3 separate regions of the Mus musculus genome follow, and all the other regions are linked to region 3. Evidence: chromatin contacts called from public HiCAR-type and promoter capture Hi-C data. All regions are on one chromosome and are shown on one strand. Each heading gives the region's core, a stretch centred on a gene start, on an enhancer-like site or on the middle of the called end of the contact. The rest is flanking DNA. Distances are from core to core; before and after follow the strand shown.

What was found. Promoter capture Hi-C pulls out the DNA fragments that hold promoters and counts their contacts. HiCAR-type assays count read pairs that join an accessible place to other places.
Region 1: a promoter capture Hi-C map of liver shows a contact between it and region 3, with 2.2 times the contacts expected there. The contact joins the enhancer-like site here to the promoter of Spats1 in region 3. A contact is called at or near these places in 6 of 39 promoter capture datasets (the 3T3-L1 cell line, hippocampal neurons, liver and 2 more).
Region 2: a contact with region 3 is called in a HiCAR-type map of astrocytes, with 4 times the contacts expected there. The contact joins the promoter of Dlk2 here to the promoter of Spats1 in region 3. A contact is called at or near these places in 3 of 39 promoter capture datasets (the 3T3-L1 cell line, liver and pre-B cells) and 1 of 115 datasets of contacts at active chromatin or transcription factors (astrocytes).

Annotation. Positions count from the first base shown.
Region 1 is chr17:46,264,047-46,267,739 of GRCm38.p6, forward strand. Tjap1 (tight junction associated protein 1) reads right to left here. Exons shown (of 10, transcript NM_001252474.1): 3 at 837-932. Among named protein-coding and RNA genes, the nearest start is that of Lrrc73, 12 kb to the left of the region's middle. Within about 2 kb of position 1,650, at least 111 of the 459 cell types and tissues checked have an H3K27ac peak or open chromatin away from gene starts, as enhancers often do. A contact at or near this core is called in liver and stem cell-derived epiblast-like cells, where this site is marked.
Region 2 is chr17:46,295,832-46,299,440 of GRCm38.p6, forward strand. It overlaps Dlk2 (delta like non-canonical Notch ligand 2), which reads left to right and starts at 2,097. Exons shown (of 6, transcript NM_001286013.1): 1 at 2,097-2,247; 2 at 2,737-2,867; 3 at 3,117-3,180. The coding sequence starts at 2,792. Gm41588 (a long non-coding RNA gene) reads left to right here and starts at 3,187. Exons shown (of 2, transcript XR_876844.1): 1 at 3,187-3,528.
Region 3 is chr17:45,472,969-45,476,605 of GRCm38.p6, forward strand. It overlaps Spats1 (spermatogenesis associated, serine-rich 1), which reads right to left and starts at 1,970. Exons shown (of 8, transcript NM_027649.3): 1 at 1,831-1,970. The coding sequence starts at 1,846.

The DNA of each region.
Region 1 (3,693 bases), core at 400-2,899, 790 kb after region 3:
GTGTCTCTGGCCTGAACATTCAAAGATGACCAGGGATGTGTACTGACCCCACAGGCAGATAGACCTGAGCTACCGCTGGGTCATTAGAGGGCTGCTCTCTGGTGAGTCAGGCCGGATGGATCAGGGGAGTGCTGGAGATGAGGGCTAGAATCCAATGGAGAACAGACAGGTGAGAAGGGCTCCCAGCTGGGCCCCAGGAGGAGCACACTTGGCTAAGTGGGGTGGAGAGACTCAACAGCAGCCCACACTGTCCCTTGTAGGCAGAGAGCTGCACAGCATCCATCTTGCTCAAGTAGGTGAGGGTATAAGCAGCAGCAGTTCCTAGGCTGCTGTGCAGACTCCATTGGTCCACAAGGGCACTGCCACATTAGGCCGGCAGAGTGGACCTCTGGAAGCTCCAGGACTGGTCTACAGTGCACCTCAGGCCAATCCTACACACTGGAACTCTGCCTCAACAAACAAACAGAGAGACACTGCCAGTGACACACAGTTGCAATCTAAAGCACTGGGAAGGCAGATGCCAGCCTGGGCTACATAGCGAGACTGTCTAAAACAAAAACAGTGCTCAGCACTAGGCAATGTTAAGTTCAGGTTTTCCTTCCATAAATTGTGAACAAATCTTCTAAGTCTGGGGATAGCGACCCAGCCCAGGCTCCTGGATAAGGGTCTCCAAGCTTGAGAGTGCTCTCTGGACACTGCCAACAAAGGCCAAGCCCCTTTGGCCACACCTCCTTTCTGTGCTGGCTCCCACTGGAAGAGAGCACCTATATGGCTGCTCACCTACCAGCCTCCCAGAAGAGAACAAAGTATAGAATGCAGGCCTCATCGGGACATACCGTCTGTTCGCTGGCAGCTCTCTGTTCTGCTCTCCTGGAATCAGCCTTCGGCTCTCCACATCCCACGGCCCCTCTACTTCCTCTAGCCAAGAGCTCCTGAAACCAGAGAAGGGGAGAAAGTGGAAACCCGGTGTCAGCTGCCTGCCTGTCCAGTCTGGGACCTGAAGGCTCCCAGAAAACAGTAAGCAAAGAGACCACAGCACAGTGGGTCTTAGGAGCAAGCGACAGAGGTAGGAAGATCAATAGTCTGAGAGTAGCCTGCTTTATGAAGTGAAATCAACTCAAAAAGGAAACCAGCTAGCATTAACGAGTACCTGGCTTCCCCTAACAACGCCTGCGTGTTTATGTATGTACTTCGTACGCTGCCTCCGCTCAGCACATACCCTGCTCTGGAATAGGCCGGTACTGGTCTGTGTCCCATTCACTCCTAGGCTTCTCAGAGTCTACAGAGAGCTGGGAATCCTGGGGAATGCAGACTACAAATGAGACTACAAAGGGCCTGGCAAAGGAGCAAGATGACGATGGTACGGCAGACCCCCTAGCAATGACTAAATGAGCCCAGAGACCATTTCTGTGTACCACAGTGTACAATAAACTTGCCAATGAGCGAAGGCAGACCCGAGAAACAAAATCCAAACCTCAGCAGTTCAGAGCAGTGATTCTCAACCAGGGTGAGTTTACCCCCTGCTTCTCCCAGGGTTAACAGGCAAATGTCTAGAGACATTTTTAATTTTCACAATCTGCAGATGGGGAGGTACTACCGGTGAGTCAAAGTCAGAATATCGACTAAACCTACCACACACAGGGCAGCCAGCATACCGGAGGTGGCAAGGCAAAGGTCACCAGCCCTGAGGCCGAGAACCGCTAGTCTATAAACCGTAACTGTGGGGGGCTGGCAAGAAGGCTCAGTAGGTAACGATGCTTGCTGCAAAGCCTGATGACCTCCACAAGCACACTGTGCTTAAGTAAGTACCGACACACGCTCAAAAGAGAAAACATTTAACCCCGAGCCCGGGGAGCTGAGGCCCAAGGCTGCTCCAGCATCTCCAAGCGCTTGGATAACGTGCTCCCCACTGCCAAAGCCTGCTCTACACACACCACTGCCAATGGCTGGGCCAAGTGAGCTGCCAAGTCCCCTCAGCTTCCCGGGATTGAGGCGTACCTGTAATAAGCTGGGCTGCCGCATGGGGGCAGCAGCCGCCAGTGATCAGTGCAAACAGTAACCCTAGGTGGCTTTCTGAGCATTTAAAAAAAAAAAATACAAACCTCTTCCTACCCCCATCAACCCAAACAGAGCTACAGAGCTGGGGGCTGAAGGCGGTCTTGCGGGCTAAAGCATGTGTTCCTACTGTTGGGACATGCCCTGGCCATGACTCCTGTCACATTCCAGCAGGCCTGGGGCAGCAGGGTGGGGGCAGAGGAGGGCGGGGAAGCAGGAGTAGGACTCTCCTCTCTAAGGTTCCTGGCCTGGATTTGGGGGAGAGCTTGTAATAGTGAAGCACGAGCCACCAGCCTCCGCCCCGTTGACAGGAGGCAGAACGTGTCCCCACAGGGCACAAGCAGCATGCTGTCAGGCTGACTCCCTGCACAGGAATCTGGGAGGGCCAGAAAGGACACCACATTCCTGGGGTGAGAGAACAAACAACATACAACCACAGGGGCTGTCCTCCAGAGGGCCTCGCCCCAGTAGGTGCTCAACCTGGAGTAGGGATCTAACCACAGAGACTCCTGTGGCCTGAGGGAGGGGACCTAGAAAAGTCCCAGAGCACTGTAGGTTAACCAGGGCCTAACATTTGAAGGTGTGGATGTGTGGGTGTGTATGCCTGGGAAACCAGGTAGGACCAAGGCCGTTGACTAAAGAGGAGCCAGGCAAAGCTTCTAGAAACTGATGGGAGCTTCCAGGAGCTGGCCTTCTCCCCACAGGGCCAGCTCTCGATGGCACTTTTTGTTTGTCTGTTCCAGAAGGCAGAGGAACCCTTCACTTGGCAGGCTCCCTGGTGTGATTTGCCACCTTAGCCTGTTTTACTTACCTACCCAACTCCTGCCAAGGCTCGCATTCTCTTCTAGGGACCAGGGCACTTGTGACAACAGTGGACAGGCAGGGCGGACTGAGACACTTTCAGGGTAATTCTATATGTGGGCAGACATGCCTCACTGAGGTGCCATATCCTATAGCTTGCCCTGCCGTGACGGTAAGTCAGGGCTGCAACTATGAGCACATTTTTTCTTCTCTGAGGCTAGAGGCAATCAAACAGATGTCTGGGTTGGGGGATGGTGTGGGTGTGGCGAGGACACAAAGAGCAGATGAGACTCTAAGGATGGAGGTGGGGTGAAAGGTTACTTCTAGCAGTGTCACGAGGGGAGAAACATTCCTGACTAGAGAAGCAGGGGTGATCCACTGAGAACACTGAGAACCTACTGGGTTCCCCAACCCCACACCTCGAGGCAGATCTGTGCCACTCCCTGTCCCAGGTCCATAAATATCAGGGCATGTTGGGACACCTGAACCTCTGCTTCCATTTCCACAATCTACTGACTTCCCTGGATCTTGCCCGTGAGGGACCGCACTGGACAGACTATGGGCCTAGCATCACTACCCTGGACTATAGGACAGGCCTGGGAAGAACAAGGTCCATTTGGACCTGGTGGTCCCCAGCTGGGAGAGGATAACACGGTGAGTTAGAAGCCATCAGAGCACTTACACCAGGAGCCTCAGCTACCAGTTGCTGCGTCGACTGAGCATAACTCTACCTAAACGTTTTCCAGAGTTCAGCCCTGAGCTGAGAAGGGTCCTTGGGTCATCACTAGCAAGCCACGGCCAAGGCCAGCCTCGTGGCCTCTATTCGCCAAGGAGATT
Region 2 (3,609 bases), core at 847-3,346, 820 kb after region 3:
GCACAAGCATGTATGTGCTCAACACCTATTTGTTGAATGAATTTATGACACAAAAAAGTAATATATATGAACTAATATAGAATCTTTACTTGCCTTGATTGATTTATTTCTTCCTTTCCTTTATTTCAAAAAGTATGAATATATGTATAAATATAAGTATTAGCCATATAAATAGTATATATTATATACTTCAGTTTTTAGAATGTTATGCATGTTCATTGTGAGAAAAACAGAGATGATACAAAGTATTAATGAGAAAAAAATCTTAGCCAGGTGTGGTAAATGCATAGCTGTAATTTTGACACTAAGGAGGGTCAGGAATTCAAAAGTTATCCTTAGCTACATGGTAAGTTCCAGACTTGCCTGGGCTACTTGAGACCTTGTTGAAAGAAAGGGAAGGAAAAACTCAATCACAGGCAAAGGTTCTATCATCTCATCAGCTGGAGAGCCATGACTCTATCATCTCATCACCCGGAGAGCCATGATTCTATCATCTCATCACCTGGAGAGCCACGACTCTATCATCTCATCACCCAGAGAGCCATGACTCTATCATCTCATCATCCGGAGAGTGCTGAGTCTATCATCTCATCACACAGACAGAGCTATTGCTAACATTGGGGTCCACTGTTTCTCTCCCTCACCTCCTCACTCTGTGTTTCTTACAGAGAGAGAGAGAGAGAGAGAGAGAGAGAGAGAGAGAGAGAGAGAGAGAGAACTTATGTAGACCAGGATGCTTTCATCTTGAAATCCTCATATTTTGGGATCCTTTAGACTTCAAAAAGGTGACTTACTAGTCATGTTGTGCTAGCATACCAGCCTTACATTTTCTACACGAATTGTTGATGCTCTGGGTTTGCAATTTTTGCTAAAAGAAAACAACAACCCAACTTAGAACAAAAGAAATGAACGCTAGAAGCCCACTCGGTGACTCAAACCCAGAGAGTGCCCCCCCTGGGGGGGGCAAGAGGAAGTCAGCTATTGAGCTGAGATTGGGCGTGGGTGTTGTCAGGTGTAGGCGGTGGGCACTGCCCTGTCCCTCGAGTCTCTGCAGCAAGAAGCCAGTCTGTGCAGTTAAGGAAGTCACCTTCCAACTTAAAGATAGGAAGTTCCATAGGAAGACCTAGAGACTGTGGGCAGCCTTCCCCTCTGCACAGTTACCCAACCAAACACCAAACACCAACAAATACACATATTGGGGTCTTTATCTTCTTTGGGTTTTTTTGACTCATTGGCTCTGAGGGGTAAAGAGACCTACAAGGGCAATTCTCCCCACCCTCTCTCAATACAAAACTCTCATTCCGAGATGTGGAGCTGTGAACGGATGTGGGGATGTTCAGTGGCAGGAACTTGTGGGGCAACACCAATAGGCAGTGTATGATCTAGGCAGGCTACCCAAAGGTGGGCTTGGAAAGGAACGGGCTGTGAAAACTGGGAGCAGATGGGAGGAAAGAACAGCGGGTACGCTGGGATGGTATTTATGTAGATATGGTCCATCCTGAAAGAGGTAGCGAAGAAAGAAAGAAGCCCACAGAGAGCAGGCGCTGACCTACGAAGCCAGTGACGAAGGCTCTGCAAGCCGGGGAGGCGTGGGCTGGTGACAGGAGGAAGGTGGCAGCAAGCATGGCTTCAGTGTGCTCGGGCTAAAACAGGAGAGCCGGGAAAGGCTAATGAAAATCACGATGCGCGGTAGACAGGGGCGTGCAGAGTCGGGCGTGGGTGAGGGGCAGAGTGGGGCGAGCGGTTGAGGTGGGGTGGGCAAGAAAATGGGAAGACAGCAGGGCGCGCACCTTCGGCCCGCGCTTTACGGTGTATGCCCAGTTCAGCTCCTTTGATTTTCTAATTTCGGAGGAAGAAAGCGAAGCAAGGGGGCTGGGGGCCGCGAAGGGAGGGGCGAAGAGCGCTGGGGGGTGCCAGGGCCGAGTGGCAGCGCGAGGTGTGGCCGTGCGCAGCGGGGGTGGGCGCGGGGCGCAGTCGGTGCGGGGCGGGCCGCGGCGGCGGGAGGGGAGAGGCGGGCTCCGCCGGCACACGCCGCCCCTGGCAGGGGGCCGAGCGCGCGCGAGGAGCCGCTGCCGCCGCTCGGGGTCGCCTGCAGCCCCAGATTCCCGAGTGCTCGGCTGGCATGGCAGCTACTTCGGTGCCGAGCCCCGCGGCCAGCTAGGGGCGGCCCCCCTCCCGCCCCCCGGCCCAGTCCGTCGGATCCGGTTTGACTCTGCGCCCCGGGGACGCGTCGCCTCCCAGCCGGAGGTGAGAAGCTAGGAGGACGCGGTCCCTCGGTGGGGACCTCAGGCCGAAGCGAGGCGGAGCGAGCGGGGTTGGGGGGCTGTGAGAGCCAGGCCTAGGTGGGTGGATGTCGGAGGACCCGGGAGGAGATCTCTTGCATCTAGGAACTGGGAGCCGCTCCTCCCCACGCCCCAGCCCCCACGTCCCGTCGCGCTCGCCTTTCCGCGCTTGTCCCCATCTCTATTGACCCCTCCACCTGGATCGCGATCGCAGCTCTGGCTGTTCCCGCGCGGTGGCCACGCTCGCTGCTGCCCATCCTTTGGCCTCTTTCCCGCAGACCTGGCTAGTGGGTTCCTGCCTCCAGTCCCTTCGCCTGCTCAACCCTTTCTCTCGCCCGCCCTTCCACTCCCCACCCGGGGAGTCCCTCTCCTTCTCCTGCTCCTGTCACTTGGAACCAGTATCAGTGCCGCTATCTCCGCGTCAAGCCGCTTCCCAGCCCGTGCCATCCCACAGGTGTCTACACGTCTGGCCGTTCATCCGTCCGTCCCTCCTGAGGCCGGAACTGACCATGCCCAGCGGCTGCCGCTGCCTAAATCTCGTGTGCCTGCTGTGCATCCTGGGGGCAACCAGCCAGCCTGCCAGAGGTGAGCCTGCCCCAGGGATTGGGTCCCGGCTCTCCTCAGCCGTCCTCGCTGGCACGTTGACCTCTGCTGGCTAGAGACGGCACTGCAACCGCTCCGTTCCATAGGGAGAGATCTATAAGTGCTCTCTTTGGAATGGGACGCTCGTCCGTGCCCATGAGTCCATCTGACTACTGAAACCTCTGCCAAGTCCCGCGCCTGGGAAGTCAGACTCGGACCCAGACTCACACCCACTACACCAATCTCTTTCAGCGGATGACTGCAGCTCCCACTGTGACCTGGCCCACGGCTGCTGCGCTCCTGACGGCTCCTGCAGGTACTTAAGCGGCACACGTGCCTCAAATCCTTTCCTCCCCACTTTTTGGTCCTTTACACCGAGAGCATGTCAAAAACCCGCAACAGTATCTAGGCGCTTAAGACCCTATTGTGTGTGTGTGTGTGTGTGTTTGTTTGTTTATACATAACAGGATGACCAGTCCCCTCCCCTCCCCTCCTCTCCTCTCCCCGTATCTCTTTTTGCTTCTTACTTTAAGAGCTTGAATAACCAACTCTTTATTCTCTCAAGGGCTTCTGTCCCTCAAGATGCCATAGAGTCATCTGAAGCTTGAGAGTTTAGGGACTGAGAGCCACAGTAAAGAGGAAACGGAAGAGAAGGGCTGCAGGGGTAGGGTAGCTCCAGGGGGAGGGAGGGCTGTAGGAAGAGGGGGCTGCAGGGGAGGGGGCTACAGGGGGAGGGGGGCTGCAG
Region 3 (3,637 bases), core at 720-3,219:
CATTATATATATATATACACAAAAGAAAGAAAAAGAAGACCTGGGACCTAGGAGACTGGGAACAAGGCTGAGACTTCTCCAGCCCCTTTTGCAGTACACTGGCTACTTACTGACCTGCAGTCATGACAGCCTGAGCCTGGATTCACCCCGAAGGGTTTGGGGGAACTGTACCATCGTCTGGACTCTGTACCCTCAAGAGAAACATGCTCCCATTCTTTCTCCTCTTCCTTAAGAGCCAGTTATGGAGTAAGAGCATGGGCCTGCACAAACCTGCCTTGGAGTGCTCAGTTCCACCTGAAGTGCCCCAATCTCATAAGTAATGCCGCATTTCTACTAATATCTGAGCAAGCAAAAACATGGATATGGACAGACCCTAGGGCAAAGCCCAGACTCTGTGCTTATTAAACAAAGCACGAGGCAGCTCAAACCCCTGGCTCCCTTTACTCGTTTACAATATACTTCCCTGCTGTTAGAAGCTCCAGGCAACCACACAGTCAGATCTCTGCCTTGTCTTGTTGTTGGGACAGGGTCTCACGCAGGCGAGACTGGCCTCAAAGTTGCTGTATACCATGAGAATGACCTTGAACACTGCGATCCTCGTGCCTGCCTGTCCTGCACAAGCACTGCACGTGTGCAAGCGCCAGCTTAGCTCCTCTTTTTGATGGAAGTCTCTGACTGATCAGATCTCAAATGTAGACATGAGCTCATTGTGTGTAGCCCCTAACTATCTGCCTTAGCTTGGATCTGCAATGCTCTCCAAAAACCCATGTTTTAAAGATTTAGCTCCCAGTCTGTCATACTGTTGGGATGATGGGACTGTTTTAAAAGTCAGAGGGCATGGAGGTGGAGAGAGTTAGAACCCTTGATGCTCTTGCAGGGGGGGGCGGGACTTCTATCCCCAGCACCACGTGGTGGTTCACAGCCATCCATAACTCCAGTTCCCGGGTATCCAACGCCCTCTTCTACCTTCTGCAGGCACCAGACGCAAACTCAGTATACATACATACAAACAGGCAGGCAAAACATACATAAATAAAATAAAGACAACTTTAAAAAAATAAGAAGTCTTGGGTCGTTGGGGTGCCTCTGAGTGAAAGAGTGGGACCACAGCCATCCCTTTTACTCGTCATTATTTCTTGACTAAGAGGGAGACGCTTTGATGATTGCCACTATGATATGCCACCAGAGGGCCAAAGCAACAGGACCTTGACCATGAGCCACACCTGGAATGTCGGGGGCCTGTGAAGCAAAAGATGGAGAATTCCGGGCTACTCTGGGCTACATATGAGGTAGCAGTGCTTAGTCTTTAAAAAAAAAAAAAAAAAAAAAACCTATAAAGCTATGAGTCCAATAAACCTTTTCTCTCCATAAGCTTATACACCCATCCAACCTTTTGATTTCCCAGAACTCAATTGTATTTCTTTTCCACCTTAGTCATGCCCAAGTCGCTTTTCTCTGGAACCTTCTGCCGCTCTCTAGTACAGGCCGCTCTTGAGACAGAGGGAAGTTGGCGGACGGGATTGCCATATCCAGTATTCATGGGCTCACCAGTTCACACAGTGAAAAGCAATCGGACCCAAAAGGTGCTTGTTAGAAAGGCTATCATTCAAAACCAACAGACCCCATAAGTCATTGAAATTCAAGAGGCAGCGCAAGGGAAAAACCTAAATCTCACTGGACCTCCTAGCGGTGTTCACGGGTTTGAATGTCCTGCCCACTCCTCCTCCTCCTGACTCAGGGCTCCCGAAAGTACTCGCCCCGCCCCGTCCTTGGGTCTCCTTTCCACCTCTGAGTCCCACCCTACTTCCCTGGGGGAAGCCCTTCATCTACCCTTGGAAGACTCCATGGAGGATGTGGCCCAGATCAACGCACCAACTGGCAGCGGAACTGCCAAATACCAGGATGCAAAGCGAAAGCAAGGGCGTCTACCACCGCCTGCAAGGCTCGGTCCAGGGTTGCCAGGACAACGCGCCACTTCCCGCGAGCTGGCGCGCTACTCTTGACGCACCTATCTTCCTGCACCCGGCGCTCCGGCCTGGGTTGAGGATGGAGGTCTCAGACCTCAGAGCTGCAGAACCTCAGGATTTTGTTTTAGTTTGCGGCTCTTTTCCAACAACTGTCATTGCTACTTCTGTCACCTCGGGTGGCCGTGTGCGGTGCACCCTCTACAGAGCTTGCAGATGTCGGTGTAGAATTGGCATCCTGATTAGACAGGATTCACCCACCACTTACCGCTCCTTTTTCTGGGCCAGGCGCCCTGCTGGATGCTGTCTTGCCTCAGCAGCCAGCTGCGTTTTTCAAAATAGAAAACTGACTTTGAACAAAGGCTCGTTCAAGGTCATCCAGAAAACAGATTCACTCCCAAGTTCCACCCTTACAAAGCTATCTTTCTCTCCATGGTATAGACTGAAATTTATCTTTCTAACCCTTTCCCTAATAAATCTCACATAGAAACGCCCCCCATCCCAAGCTTAGTCTCTAAATTTATATTGAGACCTGGTTTGGGGGCTGGGCAGTGGTGGCACACGCCTTTAATCCCAGCACTTGGGAGGCTGGCTGAGGCAGGCAGATTTCTGAGTTTGAGGCCAGCCTGGTCTACAGAGTGAGTTCCAGGACAGCCAGGGCTACACAGAGAAACCCTGTCTCAAAAAAAAAAAAAAAAACAAAAAAAGAAGGAGGAGGAGGAGGAGGAAAAGAGAGAGAGTAATTAATATAATTATTCATATTTACTTGTGTGCTGTATGCATGTGCGTGCACATGTATCAGGGACTCACTTGCCCATGCATTTGTATATGTCAGGTGTCTTCCTCCGTTGCTCTCTGCCTTACATTTTTGAAATAAGGTTCTTGCTGAACCCGGAGTTCACTGTTACAGCAAGGAGTCCCAGGGAACTACCTATCTCTGTCCCACCAGCTTATAGATGTGCCATATGGCTTTTAGTAGGTCCTGGGGTTTGAACTCAGGTCCTCGGCTTGTGCAGAAAGCACGTTACCCACTGAACCCTCTCCACAGAGTGGTTCTGTTGTTAGTAATTGCATTGATTGCAAAAGAAACAACAGAAGGAGTATAGAAATCTTGAAACTGAGCTAGCCAAATATTGCTTAGACGGAGTAGATCCTCTCCAGGCCACGCCCTAACTGAGGAGTCATCCAATAGGAGACGGCCACTGGGGTTATAAAAAAGAAGCCAGAGCTGGACAGTGGTGGCACACACTTTTAATCCCAGCACTCTGGAGGCAAAGGCAGGTGGGTCTCTGTGAGTTTAAGGCCAGCCTGATCTACAGAGCGAGTTCTAGGACAGCCAGAACTATACACAGAAACTGTCTCAGGAAGAAAGAAAATGAGAAGGTGGTAATGTCAGAATGGCCACTGGTGGGATCAAACAGCTGAATATTGTCAGTTTCACAGGATTAATTTTAATTGTAAAATAGTAGTATTCCTATCAGGGACTGCAACAGGTTAAAGGCACTGACAGATTAGAAGACACCATCTCTCTCTGGGGCAGGAGCAAAGCATTGTTAAAGTGCTGTTAATTGCAGCTGAAGTGCCTTTATATAGTGATAAATCCTGTTGTAAGCATCCCTTTTAATGTGATTTTTTTTCCTTTATAAAAAGCTAAGACATTGGGGCCAGAGTGG